Regions from separate parts of the Danio rerio genome. Here region 1 is linked to region 2. Evidence: chromatin contacts called from public Hi-C data. All regions are on one chromosome and are shown on one strand. The core of a region is the stretch at or near the end of the contact, and the rest is flanking DNA. Distances in the headings are between cores, read along the strand shown. Region 1 overlaps dgkh (diacylglycerol kinase, eta). Region 2 holds the start of dgkh (diacylglycerol kinase, eta).

Region 1 (2,854 bases), core at 351-2,850, 130 kb before region 2:
AGGTCTATCTCTCTCAAATATTGTTGACACATTTGTCTAAATCTGTGCATCACTTCCCCTTTCCTAAGATAATCCATCAACCTCACAGGTGTGGCAAATCAAGATGCTGATTAGACAACATGATTATTGCACATGTGTGCCTCTGGCTGGCCACAATAATAGGCCGCTTTAATACCATTAAAGTAAAGGTTTTTGAAAACGCCACCATTGTTATGTCCGTGACAATGATTACATCATGCGCATCTATAGTAGGGTAGAGTCTAAAATTGCATACTTACATACTATATAGTACGCTAAAATCTGTATGCGAATTAACAACTTCTTCTGGTAATATTGTGAAGTCCGCATCCGATGGACACTACGCTATCCCATGGTACACCACAACATAATTCATGAATGGGAGTGAAGCGACGCTACTGACAGGTCATGGGGGTAGGTCATGTGACAAAATGTTATACTGCATGTAGTACGTTGAAGTTCAATTCATACAGTATAGAACGTACTTTTCCAACAGTCGAGTAGTACATTTAAATTCAAATGCAGTACCTACTAAGTAGTAGGTGATTTTGGATGCAGCCTAGGTGTTAAGGGAGGTGTAGATTAAAGACAAGGGCAGACAAATATACACAACCATTGTAGATTACATTGTAGTGTTGAAGTTGCTCAAGTGTAAATTCACTTTACGTCCAAATGCAGCGATGCATCTTGACTTGACTTAAATGTCATTCACATTGACTAGTGTACACAGAATGAAATTTCATAGCATTGGCTTTGAAATTTCAATAGGAATATCCCTAAAAAATAAGCAAAAAAATAATATTATATTCCAATAATCATATACACAGCAGCTGACTGATGGTCCTTTTGGTCAGGTGGATGTGTAGTGCAAATCATAATAGTGCATACAAGTTTTAGAGTGAGATAGATGGATGGATGGATGGATACAGTACATAGATAATTATGTACATGGATGGATGGACGGACGGACGGACGGACGGACGGACGGACGGACGGACGGACGGACGGACGGACGGACGGACAGACAGACAGACAGACAGATAGATCGATATATAGATAGATAAATAGATAGATAGACGAATAGATAGATGCATAGACAGACAGATAGATAGAAGCATAGACAGATGGGTAGATAGACAGACGAACGGACAGTCGGTCGGTCGGTCGGTCGGACGGACGGACCGACAGACAGACAGACAGACAGACAGACAGACAGACAGACAGACAGACAGACAGACAGACAGACAGACAGACAGACAGATAGATAGATAGATAGATAGATAGATAGATAGATAGATAGATAGATAGATAGTAGATAGATAGAATGGTTTCATCAAGCTGTGTTATACACTGCATGAAAGGTAATTGCCAAAAATCCATAATATGACCCTTTAAACACTTTTCCATCTTTCTTAGAGAACACGAGGACATTTCTGAGTCCTGAACGTCCTGTCTAGGATCACAGGCACTCTGTCCCTCTGTAACTCTACCATGAAGAACACAAACCACGTCCGGAGGTAACCTCATTCTGAACGAGGCCATGTGAGCTAAAACAAACAAGCTGCCAATAGGCCACTTGTTGTGAACAAAGACTCGTGTCACCCGGGTTCAGAAGGTTTTGTTCGGAGCCAGCTGCATGTTAGACAACACCACTCAACCCAGGACCAGCTCATACGCTTTAATTACACAACTCCACATCATTTCCTCTACACACAGTGTCATATTTCATCTCATAACTGGCTTCAAACAGGGTTGCAGAGCTCAGGGTCAGGATGTAAAATGCTGTTTGAAGTGAAAAGGCCCTCATGACCTCCACCACCAGGACTTACATCATCCTCTTTGGTGCCGCCCCAGAAGTTGGTTCCCCCAGCATAGCTTGGGATGTTCAGCACAGCAATTCCTTGGAGACTTGGGAGTGGGATATACTGGCCATCACACTGCAAAAACCAAATCAAACAACCATGAGGAGCCAGAACATGCATTAAACACATCAGAGTCTCATCTCTCATTCCCTTTAAGAGTCAGTTGCGTCACACCATGGTGCATAAGCAGACCTTAGTTGTATTCATAGATACACTAAATGTATTCACAACAGACTGTTATAATATTAGTTATGAATAGTTTTGAGATGTGCTGTTGGTGATTGGATGTGTTATAAACAAGGAAAATTAGCACCCGTTTAAAATGATTTAAGACCTAAAAGACATAACTACAGTGAATTTAAGACTTTTTAAGGCCTAAAATTTTGTTTTAGAAAAGTAAGACATTTTAAGACACTGTGAATACCCTGAGTTTAAAATAGATCAAATATTGATTGCAATCATATGTAAAAGAATAGTAAAGAACAAGAACCTTTCATATATTTTGACATTCAAGAAACTTGCTTTAAATTAATACACAAAGTAAAATACATTAATGGACTGTTTAAACCTTGTTACACAAGTTAATAACCAACAGATGATCAACCGTTTCCATATTTATTAATGTAAAATAAAAGTACCATACGCACAAATTGGTTCAACATTTGCCCCATATATATCTGTTTTATTTAGTATTAATTTTCTAAGATTACCTTACTATCACTATTTTGTGAATTGACTAAGTTTAAATATATTATATAAGAAATCTATGATATTTTTTCACATATTAATTGAATTTTATTTTTTAATTGCTTTGTTCAGCTCTAATATAATATAATATAATATAATATAATATAATATAATATAATATAATATAATATAATATAATATAATATTTAATCCATGTGTGATATGGTGTTAAAAAAACATTTAATTCAGCTCACCTCCAGCTGAACTTTCTGTTCCAGGTTCTTATA
Region 2 (3,192 bases), core at 208-2,707:
GTACAGTGTCGAAAATAATCTGGGCCCTATGCGTTGCGGTAAAAAAAATATCGTTTTGTCACTCAGACTTGTACTGAAATGTTGTTAATGTACAAATATAAACATTATAAGTTAGAAAAGTAACGATATAACATTGCACTATAAATGAAAGAATCCCCCGCTTGAGACTGTAACCATAGCAACAGTTGAGGGTTGGAGCTATTTAATGCAGGATGTGACATTATAACAACTGAACAACATAACATAAGTAAATGTAATCAATTTATTACACATTTACATGTCGGTAGTAGTTCGCCAATAAGTTTAGTATAGATGTTGATTGTTGATTTGCTGCAGACGCTAAAATAATAATTAGGATGCATAACATCTCTCTCTCTAAAAAAATAACATATAATTTTTGTCTTATCTTATTTTCACACATTTTTGCCATGGAAATAAAATAAGCACATAATTGCACACATTTACAATTAAATAGAATAACATTATTGTAATAAAGACTATATGCTTTGCTGGCAAGTAGTCTTTAATTGGTGTCTTGGGAATTAAAACAGTTGACCTAACCTATTGATTGCTTTTATTGATCAGTTGTTCAAATCGTCACATTCAGTAGCCTACATTTATAAAAATGTCACTAAAGAGCTTTAACTGTCTCTAATTTCCAACATCTCTAAATGTAAGGGCTATTGTCACCAAATAGCCTACACAAGAGTATAATTTGCTTCCACTATATCCACATGAAAATGGGTCATTGCGGTTGGCACATTTCCTCCCCGTTGTAACTTTGAATAGCTAACAGCAGCTGATAGCAAATGTCACTGAGAAAACCCACGTCACAGTTATGTTTCCTGATTTATTCGTTTTAAATAAAAAGTACAACTTCCTGTGTTCCAAAAATAAACACACAAAATGACAACTAATAAGTTTAATTGGCTATATATAACTTAACATTTACATGACTAACCTAAAGGCTAATGGCTAACGTTAAATCAGTCCCGTTATAAAGTTCATCGGTTTGTACAGAGGAATGTAAACTCCCCTAATGAGCGACCGAACTCAGCTGAAGATGGAAGATTCTTCGCGTATCACTGCAGCGATCTTGCATTCACATCGCGATAAGCCACAATCAGATCTAAAATCCCTAATTAACGCCTATAAACAGTGATCTGCATGTATGTAAGGTTATACAGGATCTCTTTGACGTCTGTCCGAATAGAAAATGTTCAGCAGTACTGACCAGTTCTTCCCAGGCAGGGCTGCGAGTATATTGGCAGTCATCTTCCATATTCTCCTAGTCCCCGTGCTTAGGATCTGTCCGCACACGCTTTCAGCACAAATGACGCGCTACTTTTACTCGTATAATCGGGCATATGGTTCAAGTCTATTACACCGAGTGTTATTTCCCTTTCTCCACTCCTCCCTACTCTATCAGGGTCTCCCAGAGGCTGAGCCTGCTTCTCTCCACGTGATAAATGTCAGATCCCTATAAGGAATTGGAGCGCAATTTGTGACGTCACGGAACCTGCTTTTTATCCCACTTTTTCAAAGACGTAAAAACAATAAACAAGCCTTGGCTTAAAAACGCAAGACTGTTTAGAAAGACATGTTTATTTTTGCTACAAACATGACATACCAATATAAATATTATTCTAATTTTGTTATTTTAGTTAAGCAAAAATTGTGCTTAAATTGTGTTGACCAAATTTTAATCATGCCCTTAAAACTCAAAACACTCTCTTTTTCTATAGATATTTTTTATTTCTCTGCTGATTTATTTTGTAAATAAACTTCTTAATTATTTAAATACAATAAATGCGCAACAAAAAAAAAAAAACAAGTTCACAAACTAACAGTTAATTAGCCATATTTATGATTAGATTTTAATATTTGGATGTGAAGCATGGAGCGAACATTCCATTATTCACGGTTTTCCATTATCCCTGGTTTTGAAATTAAGTTTAACATTCATTCATTCATTTCATTTTTGGCTCAATCCCTTTATTAATCTGGGGTCACCACAGCGGAATGAACTGCCAACTTATCCAGCATATGTTTTACGCAGTGGATGCCCTTCCAGCTTTAACCCATTACTGGGAAACATCCTCATTCACACACACCTCAGACAATTTAGCTTACGGCATGTCTTTAGACTTGTGGAGGAAACTGGAGTACCCAGAAGAAATCTACACAAACACTGGGAGAACATACAAACTCCACACAGAAACGTCAACTGACCCAGCTGAGGCTCGAACCAGCTAAGTTACCTTCTTGCTGTGAGGCGAACGTGCTTCCCACTAGGATACCATGCAGCGCTCAAGTGTAACATTAAACTCTTAATGGCTTTAGACAGATTTTACAACATATGATAAAAAAATGTATATAAAAAAAATGTAATATATTATTTTGGCATTGGCCGGGCCCCCCTAATTTCCCAGGTTCCGCTTATTCAGGGCCGGATTAACCAATGGGCCTTATGGGCACAGGCCCAGGGGCCCGTGCGCACTAGGGGCCCCTGCGAGGGGGGAGAAAAAAAAGACAATTTCGGAGTGTCTTTTTAGGCTCATCTAGTTGGACTAAGCTAGTCGGGGTTTACGCCCATCGATGCCTGATTAATAGAGACAAGATGAGTAAAGAGCATCTGAGCAATACAGCCGCAGTGGCGCACCTTGTAAGGCTCACGGCATCCTCTTTTGAGGCGATTAATCATAAAATCGGTTCGAATCCACCATCAATTGAACTCGTGCTACTTTTTTTCTCTCCCCATTACATATCAGATTGGAAATATATTTATTTTTAACAGGAAAGAAACATTTTTTAAAAATAATGCAAATGTGATATAAAGTCACAAGTGTCTCGTGGGTATTTAATAATGTTTAGCCTTATTATAGGCGCCTGCCGCGCCTCCCTCTCTTCAAAAACTATATTGCTCAGACAACTGTATTTCCTCTGAGCAAAAAAATCGCGATCACATATTAATATTATTATTATATTTAAATTGCCTTTCTTTCTTTAACTGAACAGAATGCTGTAATTGGTCAAGTGCGGAAACGTCAGTTTTGTAATAACCCGCACTAAACTGAGCGGACTGTAGTGTAACGTTTTATCTGTCATAGATTAAAAATAAGTGGACAAGTGGATTTAGCAAACGCGAGAGAAAGAGGAGAGGAGGCATCTTTATTGAGGCATTTTCCATAC

The links. A called contact is a pair of places that touch in the nucleus more often than the background predicts.
Region 1: a Hi-C map of an unstated tissue shows a contact between it and region 2, with 3 times the contacts expected there. The contact joins the enhancer-like site here to the promoter of dgkh in region 2. A contact is called at or near these places in 3 of 18 Hi-C or Micro-C datasets (caudal fin, hematopoietic stem cells and an unstated tissue).

What each region holds. Positions count from the first base shown.
Region 1 is chr9:19,549,392-19,552,245 of GRCz12tu, reverse strand. It overlaps dgkh (diacylglycerol kinase, eta), which reads right to left. Exons shown (of 29, transcript XM_073912581.1): 21 at 2,822-2,854; 22 at 1,848-1,955. LOC137496463 (a long non-coding RNA gene) reads left to right here. Exons shown (of 3, transcript XR_011016810.2): 3 at 1,435-2,537. Among named protein-coding and RNA genes, the nearest start is that of akap11, 49 kb to the left of the region's middle. Within about 2 kb of position 1,600, at least 5 of the 62 cell types and tissues checked have an H3K27ac peak or open chromatin away from gene starts, as enhancers often do.
Region 2 is chr9:19,420,020-19,423,211 of GRCz12tu, reverse strand. It overlaps dgkh (diacylglycerol kinase, eta), which reads right to left and starts at 1,457. Exons shown (of 29, transcript XM_073912581.1): 1 at 1,235-1,457.